Regions from separate parts of the Gossypium hirsutum genome. Here region 1 is linked to region 2. Evidence: chromatin contacts called from public Hi-C data. All regions are on one chromosome and are shown on one strand. Each heading gives the region's core, a stretch centred on a gene start, on an enhancer-like site or on the middle of the called end of the contact. The rest is flanking DNA. Distances are from core to core; before and after follow the strand shown. Region 1 holds the start of LOC107913635 (histone-lysine N-methyltransferase SUVR3). Region 2 holds the start of LOC121223092 (cationic amino acid transporter 2, vacuolar).

Region 1 (6,252 bases), core at 3,713-6,212, 190 kb before region 2:
CAGAAAACGCTTGAAGATTGTCATTTATTCGATGTGGGATATGAAGGCAACTGGTTCACTTGGGAGAGAGGTAATTTATCGGAGACAAATATCCAAGAACGACTTGATAGAGGAGTTGCTAACACAGAGTGGTTCAGGTTATTTCCCGAGGTGGAAGTCCAACATCTTACTCATACATTTTCAAATCACTGCCCACTTCTTTTGGACACAAGGAAAGATGAAGATCGAGTTTGGAATAGTAATTTCAGATTTGAAGCTTGGTGGCTATTGGAGGAGTCTTTTATTTGTGAGGTTAAGTTTTTGTGGGAGAATTCTTCAGGGGAATTGCCACAGAGACTGGAGAGACTTAAAGAAGGTCTGAAGGAATGGGCTAGGAGAATTCAATTCAACAGGAAAAGATCTAAAAGAGTTCTGACAGAAAAGCTTGAAGAGTTGTTTGCGGCTAAAAGGGATGATAAGACTCTAGCTGAACTGATTGATACAAAAATTAGTTTAAATTTTGAGATTGAAAAAGACGAATGTTATTGGGAACAGAGGGCTAGAACAAATTGGCTAAAGTTTGAAGATAAAAATACAAAATTCTTCCATAGTCAAGCTTCACAACGGAAGAAGAGGAATTTTATTCGCAAATTAAAGAATGAAAAAGGGGACGAGATGGTGTTTTTTTAGGATATTGAGGTTACGGCACGGGCTTACTTTCAAAATCTATTTTCAGCAGATAGAAGGGGAAATTTTGATCATATATTATCAGGGATTGAGCGGTGTATTCATGAGGAAGATAATCAAAGACTTACAGCTCCATATTCCAGGGAAGAAGTTACAGAAGTAGTATTTGACATGGGCCCAACAAAGGCACCAGGGAAGGATGGCTTTCCAGCAGCTTTTTACCAGAAATGTTGGCAGATAGTGGGAAAGGATGTAATTTCTTATTGTCTTTGAATGCTGAACGGTGAAATAGAGATTAGTCAAATTAATTATACAAATATAGTGCTTATTCCTAAAGTTGAGAGCCCATTAAATATGTCGCAGTTTAGGCCGATCAGCCTATGTAATGTTCTTTACAAAATTTTAGCAAAAGTAATTGCTAATAGGCTCCGGTTAGTTATTAAGAAATGTATTGATGAAGCCCAAAGCGCTTTTGTGCTAGGGAGATTGATATCAAACAATGTATTGTTAGCCTATGAGGTACTGCACAAGTTAAAACAGAAGAAACTGGGGAAAAAAGGTTTTATGGCTGTGAAACTTGATATGAGTAAAGCTTACGATAGGGTTGAATGGTGTTTTATTGAAGAAATCATGGTCAAGATGGGGTTTGACCTTAACTGGGTGAAGGCCATTATGAAATGTTTATCCTCAGTTTCCTACTCAGTAATCATTAACGGGTTTAGAGGAGTGAATTTTTTGCCAACCAGAGGTCTTAGACAAGAAGACCCGCTAAGTCCGTTTTTATTTCTTTTGTGTGGAGAGGGCTTGTCGAGTCCATTAAGATTGGCAATGAAGAGAGGTATTTCAAAAGGTATCAAGATTAGCAGGAATGGACCACGGGTCTCCCATCTACTATTTGCTGATGATTGCATATTATTTGGGGAGGCAACAAGGAAGGGTGCTATCATTTTTCAGGAAATTCTAGAAGAATATAAATCCTGTTTGGGGCAAAGCGTAAATTTTGAAAAATCATCAGTATTTTTTAGCAAAAACACACTGGAAGAGGACAGAAGTCAAGTTGTCAACTTATTGAGGGTTCGTAGGTCGAACGATCCAGAAAGATACTTGGGGCTGCCAAATATAGTGGGACGGAAAAAGAATGAAGTTTTTCAGAATCAGAAGGATCGTTTCAAGAAAAGTATTGATAGCTGGAGTATCAGGTTTTTATCTCAAGGAGGCAAAGAAGTTTTCATTAAGGCCATACTTTAGGCTATTCCTACCTATTCAATGGCATGTTTTTTTATTACCCAAAGCTTGATGTAAAGAATTGGAGAGTATTGTCGCTAAATTTTGGTGGCAAAAATGAAAAGGCAATAGAGGGATTCATTGGTGTACGTGGAATAATCTATGTTCTTTAAAGGAATGTGGAGGTTTAGGTTTTCGAGATTTTAGCCAATTCAATATTGCGTTACTAGCTAAAAAAGGATGGCGTCTCATTAATTTTCCAGATTCATTATTAGCCAGAGTTCTTAAAGCAAAATATTTTCCGTTTCTAGTTTCTTATCTGCAGAATTGGAAACTTTACCTTCTTATACCTGGAAGAGTGTATGGGCAGCGAAAGGTCTTCTCCAAAAAGGGTTGAGTTGGAGGGTGGGCAGAGGGGATAGAATCTCCATTTGGGAAGATAGCTGGATTCAGGGGGTCGACAAAATTGGTGCACAAAATAGAACAGACAGAGGTGAATTAAAGTTAGTTTCGGATATTATCAATTTAACTAGCAGGAAATGGAGAAGGGATGTGATCAATAGTACATTTCAAGAGGAAATTGCTAAGAAAATTCTTTAGACTCCCCTAGCAGAGTTCGAACATGAGGACTTTCAGGTTTGGAAAGGGGAACTTTCTGGCGAGTTTTCGGTCCGCAGTGCCTATAAACTATTGATAATCGGGTCCCTAATGATTATTTATTACAGACCGAATTAAAAGAATTTTACAAGAAACTTTGGAGCTTACAGTTGCCCTCAAAAATTACATTTACAATCTGGCGAATTTCATGGGATTTTATTCTTAATTTTGCTAATCTTAGATACAGGAGGGTTACTGTCAATGATAGATGTCCTCGATGCTATTCGGCGGTTGAAGAAAGTGTCCATGTTTTTCGCGAATGCCCTCTGACAATTGAAGTTTGGCAACAGTTAAATCTTTCATGGGTTATGAATTATGCGAATCAAAATATATGGGAATGGCTTACCTGGGTCTTCAAGAGAAGCGACAACGGTCAATGTCTACTTTTCTGCTACGCTCTATGGATGTTATGGTACTCCAGAAATCAATTAGTACACGAGAGAAGAAATACAACAGGTAGAGATTTAGCACATAATATTCAAAGACATCTGGCAGAATTTGAAGGTTTAAAAAACTTGAAAAAGAGCGAAAGTATAAACAGAAGTTATAAAACACAAGAAGGCATACCGAGTACGAGAATCTATTTTAATGCAGCGTTCGACAGTAGAACTTTCAGTTCAGCGACAGGTTTGGTAGGGTGGGATTTGAGGGGAAACTTAATGGTGTTAAAGACGGTTATCCACAGAGATGTCCCCTCACCTTTTGCAGCAGAGGCTTATGCGTGCCTGAAAGGTGCAAAATTAGGGAGTTCACTTAGAATCCAATCAGTCAGACTCATGGGGGATTCAAAATCAGTTATAAAAAAATGTCAAGCAACTTCTACAGACAAGTCAGTTATCGGTGCCATTATCAGCGATATTCAGAAGAAGAAAGCAGATTTTCAAGAAGTTATTTTTCAGTTTATTCACAGATCGGAGAACACATATGCCCATAGATTAGCAAAGATCGCGCTCGAGAAAGAAGAAGATACTTATCTGATGGGAGAAGATCTGGAAGGTCACGCCTTCGCCTCGGCAGAAACTTGGCTTAAAGAACCAGAATGAAGGAGAAATGTGCAGATGAGTAATGAAAGTAGATAGCAAAATGAAAGTTAAAAGATTTTGGGGATAGCTATCGACAAGATGTTCTGGAGCATTGGAAATGACTAGTCATCAGAATTTATGGCTTCCAGACGTTTCTTGATTTGACGGGATGGTTTTTATTTATCTTATTTTATTTATCTTATTTTATTTTTGTTTGCGTCCTTCCATTTTCTGGAGAGTTTGTTGCTGGATTGGCCTTTAGGTTGTTTCTCTATTTTTTTTTTGTTTTTTCAGGTCTTGTCTTTACGATTTCATTTGGATTGGGCTTTATTGGGTCTGATTTTTGTTTATTTTTATTCTATTTTTTCAATTTAATAAAATCCCAGTCTTTATTTCAAAAAAAAATGATTTTAGTTTTGAGTCGCTCGATTCCTTTCTCATTCACATTTGTATTTTTTATTTCATGTTAAGCTTTTTATTAATTTTAATTAATTTTTTTAACATATTAGCTCATTTGGTTAAATAATTAAATGATAATGATTTTATCCTCGAGTCCCAATTTCAATTCCTCCTCTTCTAAACATATTTATAATTTATTTCATATTGTTTTAAGCTTTTTTATTATTTTTAATTAACATTTTTAACATATTAGCTCCCTTAGTTAAATAATTATGATTTTATCATTGAATCCCAAGTTCAATTTCTCCTCTTCTAAATACATTTGTAATTTTTAGTTTTATTTTTAATTAATAAATATATTGTTTTCAAATTTTTTTATTTTTAAAAAATTACAAATATATTTAGAAGAGGAGGAATTGAACTTGGGACTTAAACATAAAATCATTATTATTTAACTATTTAATCAAATGAGCTAATATGTTAAAAAAATTAATTAAAAATAATAAAAAATTTAAAATAACATGAAATAAAAAATACAAATGTGAGTAAGAGAGGAATCAAACAGGGGCGAAGCCAGATTAAATTGTAACTTTTACGATAGTAAAAATACAGTTTCACCATTTTAATAGCCACTATCTTTATAAATTCTAAAGGATTAAATCAAATTTTTATTTTTTTAGGGGCCGAAATATAATTTTACCTTTACTAATTTAAAATTTTAAAAACTTCAAGAAAACTTAAATGAAAATTTTTCAATCCCCTAATTTCGCCCCTGAAATCAAACCAAGGACTTAAGACAAAATTATTAACATTTAATTATTTAACTAAAGATATTAATTATATTAAAAAAAAGCAATTTAAAGATGGGTGTGCTTTGTTACCACCTGTATAGTTGGATGCTCTTTTACAGTTTCCCTCCGAAATCAATTTATTTTCTATATTTTTTTACTTTTTACATATATAGCTAATTTAGACGATTTCCCCACATATGCTGTGATATATATATATTGTATATTTTTTGAAAGGTGATTAACTTTTAGGTTCAAATTAAAAAAAAAAAATCCAATTAAACAATCCGAAAGTCTATAATTCATTACAGGAGTGAAGCTGATGAGATCGATGGTTTTCCATGTTGCCGCCATCACCCAAAAAACCCCCCCAAAACAAACTAGGCTTGAGCCATGCTTTCTTGCAATGCGCAGACCTTATCCTTCCATGGCTAACCCCTCAAGAACTGGCTAATGTCTCCCTCACCTGCAAAACCCTTCACCGAGCCGCCCACTCCATCACTCTCTACCGCTCCCTTGACGCTTCAAGATCTTTTGAAAACTTTCCCATCTCATTTCACAACACCGTCGATCAATACCCTTATGCCTATTTCTTCTATACCCCTTCTCAAATAATCCCCTCTTCTTCTTCTTCTTCTTCTTTAAACCGCCAATTTTGGGGGCCCAACTCGTCGCAAACTCTGGTCCTTCCCGACTCAGGCTCGTCGGATGCTGAAATGGGTTGTACTCTTGACTCAATGGATCTCCTCGGGGGGAGCTGGGTGAGTGTGATGGACGAGTCAGGGTGTGAGTGTGAGAGGTGTGAAAAAGTGAGCGAAGACAATGTGATTGGATGTCCGTGCATGGAATTGGAAGGGGACGAGGGGATGGGGATAAGGAGTGAGTGTGGACCGAGTTGCGGCTGCCGTTTGGAGTGTGGGAATCGGTTGAGTCAGAGAGGAATACAAGTTCAATTGAAGATTGTGAAGGATGTAAGAAAAGGGTGGGGATTATATGCTGCTCAGTGGATTCAGCAAGGCCAGTTCATCTGTGAGTATTCAGGTACTTCATTTCAACACTTAACCTCCATTTTTTCTCTAAAATTAATCTTTTATTGAATGTTTGAAACTGTTGTGGTTATTTACTTTTTAGTATCTTTGTCTGATAAATTTAGTTAGCCTTTCCTTCCCTTTTTTCGTTAATTTCCATCGGAAAATGAACTTTGAAGATATATGTGTGCACAACATTGAGAGAACACCATCACAAATTAATGATGCAGGCCAGGTAATATTTCTGCTCTAGCAATTAGCTTTTTGCTTCGAGTCACCGATGTGTAACAACTTGGCACCTTTAGCAAAATTGGGGCCGTCACTCATTTCTGATCAGCTGATGTTTGCCTTGCATCTATTCCTTTCTGCTTTCTAGCTGTTGCTGTCTTGTCCACTAATCCAGCTAGCTTCCTGGTTCTCCCCAACCCAACACCCAAGAGGGGTTTCCCATGCTATTCTGCTTTGTGA
Region 2 (5,974 bases), core at 510-3,009:
AAACGTGGGAGAATCGGAAGCTTGATGAGGACAAAAAATGGAATAGAAAAGATGAAATGCGGGCGGAATCCCTAATCGGCGCTGAGGGGTGTAATGGCTATTACGGGAAATGGAGGTAATAGGGGCGGAGCCGATTCGGGCTGTAATAACATTACAGCCAACCAAACGCCTGTTTGGTTGTGGGTCCGCGGAATAGGGGGGGAATGCATGCCTATTCCCCCAACCAAATGCCCCCTAAAAGTTAATATCACGTTTTATCTGACTCCGTCCATGGATTTTGATTTTTCTGTCTTTCTTTTTTAAACATTCTAAAATTATATATAAACTTTTTGTACATTTAAATCTATTATTTTTCTATGCTTTTAATTTGCTACTAAAAATTATGAAACATACAATTTATATAAAAATAATATTATACTTGTCAAAAAAAAGAGTTAAGCCATACAAATTAATAAAACACATTTTCTCCTTGACTCTGTCTATGTATCTTGATTTTTTTTTCTTAATTGGTAGGCTCATTCTCTAGATAATTTATATAAAAAAAATGAAATTATGTTCTAAAAAGTTTTAATTTTTTAAAGAAGCTATAATATATAAGTATTTTTAAATTAAAAGATGTATAGTTTACTAAAATGCTATTTTTAAAAATTAATAAAATTGTATCCATTTTATAATTTAATTTCTTTTATTGAGATAGGCTACTGATATGAACTTACAAAATATTAGATTTAATAATGCGAATTCATAGTAAATGCATGTGAAAAATTCTATTTAATATATATATATAGCGGTGGAGCTAGAAAATTATTTTTGGGAGGATAGAATTAAATTTTATCTTTTTATGATTGGTAAAAATATAATTTTACTATTTTAATAGTCTATATCTTTATAATTTTTAAAAAATTAAATCAAATTTTTATTATTTTTGAGGGAGCCAAAGTGTAATTTTATCATTATTAATTTAAAATTTTATAAATTATAAAAAAATTTCTATTTTAGGAGGGTCGGAGCCCTGCCAGGCCCTTAACTTTGCCACTATATATATATATTTAAAGTTTAAAATATAGATAATATCTTTCCTCTAAAAAAAGATAATACTTTATGAATTTGAAAATTTATTTTCAAAATTATATAGAGAAGATAATTATCTAATCTAATATTTATTTTTATTTAAGCACATATTTATTTTTTTGACGCAATGCTAGAATTATCTATAACTCCTCCTCAAACCATAAATACTTTTGTATTTTTTTACATTTATATTACCTTAAAATAAAAGAATTTGTTATAACTCCACCAAAATTCATTATTTGATAAATTTTAAAAGAAGACATCTTTAATATAAGATTTAATAAATTATTGTTATTTATTTAAAGGATAACAATTTATTTGGTCTTCAACTTTACAAAAAAATTATTTTATCTTTCTATTTAAAATTTCATCTCTTTTAGCTCATTTGTTAACTTTGTTAATATAACATACGCATAGATTACCATAACAGTCTATATATAAAAATTTTAAAAAATTATTAAAAAAAGTTTAAAAAATATTAAATTATTATTAAAGAATTATAAAAAAAATATTTTTAAAATTTTAAAATATTAATTACTTGCTACACTTGAACTTCTACGTGGATGTCACGTCAATAAAATAATAAAAATAAATAAATAACGTGGTATAGTAGTATTTTATTATCCTAAGAAAATCATTCTCGGGTAGCCCGATTATTGTTGGTTCCTAATCAATGGGCAACGGGCTGTTTCATTACTCTTTAAAAACTAAATTTTATCATTTCTTAGAAGCACCACCAAGTAAAAGCTTGAACAGAGAGAAAAAAAGTTTTTTCTCTCTTCTAAAACCGGCCTCTCTTGTTTCCCTTTCATCAACAATAAATAAGAAAATTCAAAGGTTTCTTTGAACCAAATTTATATATTGAAAGGGTTCAGGGGGCTGATATTAATGTTAATAGTTCTTTTTTTTTCTAGCTTTCTAGAAATTTATTGTTCATAAATTTGTTTTTTTTTCAAAAGCCAGGTTTGTGAAATACTATTAATTAAAAAGTTTATATTTGGGGGAAATTTGATAAAGTTGGTTGGAAATTCTTCATGGGTGTTTTGGTTGATTCCCAAAAGGAAGGGTTTGGATCTTCATGGGGTGGTTTAAAGAGTTTGGTAAGAAGAAAACAAGTAGATTCTGCTCATTCCAAGCGTTCTGGTCATCATCAGTTGGCTAAAGAGTTGACAGTTCCACATCTCATAGCAATTGGTATTATTTCATGTTTTATACTTCTTTTGGGGTAGTCTTTTGCCCAGGGGGGAAAGGGGAGGGAGAATTCAATATTGTTTTTAGTGGGGGGTGGGGGATCTGATCCTGAACTTTTTTTATGTGGTGTGTGTGTGTTTTATTTTTATTATCGGCTGTGTTGCTTAGCTGTTTTTCGGGGAAAATTATGATGGCCTTTTTTGTATTTTTGCTGTTCTTTTTTAAACTTCATAGCAGTCTGAACATTCGATTATCTGATCTATTTTTAGTTATTTTCTTTTTGGGAGAAATTTTGATGCGGATTTTATGTTTTTAGTTGTTTTATATTAAATTTTCAGGGTTCTATTTTTATTTTTGTATGATGGGTTCGGATCGTTATTCACAGTTTTGTTGTTAATTACCATTTTTTTAAAACTTATTTCCTCATATTGATTTGGGACTATTCTTGTTTTCGAGTTATGTGTGGTTTGATTTTATTTCTTCTAGCTGGGAGGGTTGCCTTGTTTTAGTTCTTTTTACTTTTAAGATTATGTTGTTTTTACCGGCTTTTATTTTTATATATACAATAGATAGCTTATTGTGAATTTTGGTGCTTTGTGATTAGGTGTTGGATCAACAATTGGAGCTGGAGTTTATATTCTTGTTGGAACAGTTGCGAGAGAGCATTCAGGGCCAGCTCTTGCCATTTCCTTTCTAATAGCTGGAATTGCTGCTGCACTCTCTGCTTTTTGCTATGCCGAGCTTGCTAGTCGTTGCCCGTCTGCTGGCAGTGCCTATCATTATTCATACATTTGTGTTGGTGAAGGGTAAATTGCAATTTGAAAATTTGATATTAGGATTTAACTTTAGAAGTTAAATGTTCCTTTGTTAGAAGGGGAAAAACAGTGGCTTTATTGGTACAATGTTGTTTCTCATGGATTTATCAGTTTCCAGCCTCTGATACAAGCAAATGTCATTTTGCAGTGTTGCCTGGTTGATTGGTTGGGCTCTGATACTGGAGTACACAATTGGTGGTGCAGCTGTTGCTCGTGGCATTTCACCTAATCTGGTTTGTGAATTTACTTGGTAGAACTTTTTTGACTTTTTTCCCGTTTGGCTGGGTTTGTTGGGTCGGGGATTGGAGGCAAGGTACTTGAGGTTTTTGTGTGTGGGAGCTGCATTATATTATTTTCTATTTATATTTCATTAATTATCTTTTGATATTTGCATCTAGGCTTTGCTTTTTGGGGGTGAAGATAGCCTACCTATTTTTCTATCTCGTCAATATATTCCTGGGCTTGATGTTGTGGTAGATCCATGTGCCGCAATTCTAGTTTTCATTGTGACAGGGCTCTTGTGTGTGGGAATCAAGGAGGTGCTGTCGATCTCCTATCGTTTTCCATTTCCATCTCCTTTTCCTTTTTAGGTGTGTGGGTGATGACCACTTTGATACCTTAAATTTAAAACCTCTATGCTCCTCTGATGCAGAGTACATTTGCACAAGGAATCGTCACCACTGCAAATGTATGTGCCATGATCTTTGTTATAGTGGCGGGAGGTTATCTGGGTTACAACACTGGATGGGCTGGATACAAACTTCCTACTGGGTAACTGGCATTTCATGCTTTATTTCCTTGCTGATATGATAGTGTTCAAAATTTGTTATGTAATGTTTTTATCCCATAGGTATTTTCCCTTTGGGGTGGATGGAATGCTTGCTGGGTCTGCGACAGTCTTCTTTGCATATATCGGATTTGATTCGGTTGCCAGTACTGCCGAGGAGGTATATGGTTTCTTATAGTAGTTTACTCCATATTGAAGTAGTCTTCCTAGTGATCTGAAATATTTGAAATCATGTATTGTAGGTGAAGAATCCCCAACGGGATTTGCCTTTGGGTATTGCAACAGCCCTCTCCATTTGTTGTGGATTGTACATGCTGGTCTCTATAGTGATTGTTGGTCTGGTCCCCTATTATGCAATGGATCCTGACACTCCCATCTCATCTGCTTTTGCTAGCCATGGGATGCAATGGGCAGCGTGAGTATTCATGGTGCATTCAAAGTGTTTATTTATTTGTCTTTTATTTTCTCAAGCCTTTTTACATGGGGAACCTTCATGTTCTGATTTCAGTTACATAATAACCATTGGAGCGGTTACTGCTCTTTGTTCAACATTAATGGGCTCACTTCTCCCTCAGGTATGAAACAAGTTTTATTGGTACCAGTACAACCATGTAAGATTTAATTACACTTGAGATCCCTTTCAGTTAGTATAGCATTTTGGATTCGATAAGGATTTCTTACTACTAATAAACTTGATAGCCAGATATGTTAAATGTAATGGTATGTCTAAACTAAATATTCAATGCTATGTCGTCTACACTTCTACTTACCTGCTTAGGGTCCTAATCTATAATTAATAAATTGCTAGCACTTAAATCCTACATGATGGATCTTAGATCTTAATTTTTTCTATTTTATGTTATTTGATTAATTAATTGTGTGTTTCAGCCTCGAATTCTTTTGGCAATGGCTAGAGATGGTTTGCTGCCATCCTTTTTTTCAGAAGTTAATAAAAGCAGCCAAGTTCCTATCAAGAGCACATTGGCAACTGGTCTAGTTGCTGCTACCTTGTCATTCTTCATGGATGTTTCACAGTTGGCAGGGATGGTAAGTAGGCATTTCTTGCAATTGGGTTAAGATTTCCCCCCTATTTGGATTTTGTGGTCTGGATCACATTATTATTGTCTAAATTTAAACATTGATATAAGCATGCAGCTGTGTGTTTGCAATGCTTGCATTACTTGATATTGAGTGCATTTTGTTAATATGGTGACTCATTCTTAGTTAATTGAATGTTTGTTGTTCTGGCTCTTCATTGTTCTTGAAGTGCATGAGTCTGACATTTATTTGGACATTGTGAACTCCAAGGACCCGTCAAGTACATTGGACAACCTAGAAAAGACCAAACATACATGCATTTGACACTCACATCTGAGTTCGCATAACATAGCATTTAAAAAAGGGGAACTTTTACCATATAACGATGCATCTCTAATTGTTGCTGTAAGTTGTTTGATCATTTACAGTTTGCAATACATCGTTAATAGGCTGATTACTGACCTAGTTTCTTTTGAGTTTTGATTCCATGCAAAGAAGGCTGCGTTTTGTTTTGTTACGTTGTTTTATATTCTACAGACAAGGCCTTTGCTTTATCACAAAGATTAATGTCACATGATTTCCATGAATCAAGCTCCTCCTGCTTAAGTTTCAATATTATCAAGAGCCCCTTGGACGCTTATGCCAACACAGAACTCCTAAAAGTTGCCTTTCCTTTGCAGGTCAGCGTGGGTACACTTCTTGCATTTACTATGGTAGCTATTTCCGTGCTGATACTTCGATATGTCCCACCTGATGAGGTGCCATTTCCATCATCACTTCAGGAGTCTATTGATTCTGTCACATTAAGATATTCTCAGAGGATTAGTGGGAAAAACCCTGAGACAAACCCTGAGACAAGTACCTTTGTAGACAGTTCTCAGCCTTTGCTCGGCAATAAAAATGTAGCAGTTGATTGCCTCATTATTGAAAAACAAGAAGCTCAGGCTTATTGTACGTTCCTTGCTCTCTGACATGTTTTGTTATAGATATCGTGTTAAGTTCATTTCAGCAATCTGTACAAAATGTCTAGGTTGATCACTAGCTTCTGCAAGCACTGTGCTTGAAGGCTTTC

Evidence for each region. Hi-C and Micro-C count contacts between places; a contact is called where the count stands out from the background.
Region 1: a Hi-C map of leaf shows a contact between it and region 2, with 2.6 times the contacts expected there. The contact joins the promoter of LOC107913635 here to the promoter of LOC121223092 in region 2. A contact is called at or near these places in 3 of 34 Hi-C or Micro-C datasets (all in leaf).

The regions. Positions count from the first base shown.
Region 1 is chrD11:51,481,749-51,488,000 of Gossypium_hirsutum_v2.1, reverse strand. It overlaps LOC107913635 (histone-lysine N-methyltransferase SUVR3), which reads left to right and starts at 4,962. Exons shown (of 2, transcript XM_016842283.2): 1 at 4,962-5,797. The coding sequence starts at 5,098. LOC107911187 reads left to right here. Exons shown (of 5, transcript XM_016839067.2): 1 at 1-520; 2 at 752-918; 3 at 1,030-1,865; 4 at 2,202-2,393; 5 at 2,729-3,590. The coding sequence ends at 3,590.
Region 2 is chrD11:51,288,898-51,294,871 of Gossypium_hirsutum_v2.1, reverse strand. It overlaps LOC121223092 (cationic amino acid transporter 2, vacuolar), which reads left to right and starts at 1,759. Exons shown (of 14, transcript XM_041104087.1): 1 at 1,759-2,265; 2 at 2,867-3,068; 3 at 3,226-3,310; 4 at 3,476-3,616; 5 at 3,730-3,848; 6 at 3,928-4,024; 7 at 4,107-4,279; 8 at 4,373-4,439; 9 at 4,753-4,911; 10 at 5,583-5,853. The coding sequence starts at 2,106. It overlaps LOC107904096, which reads right to left and starts at 227. Exons shown (of 4, transcript XM_041104088.1): 1 at 1-227.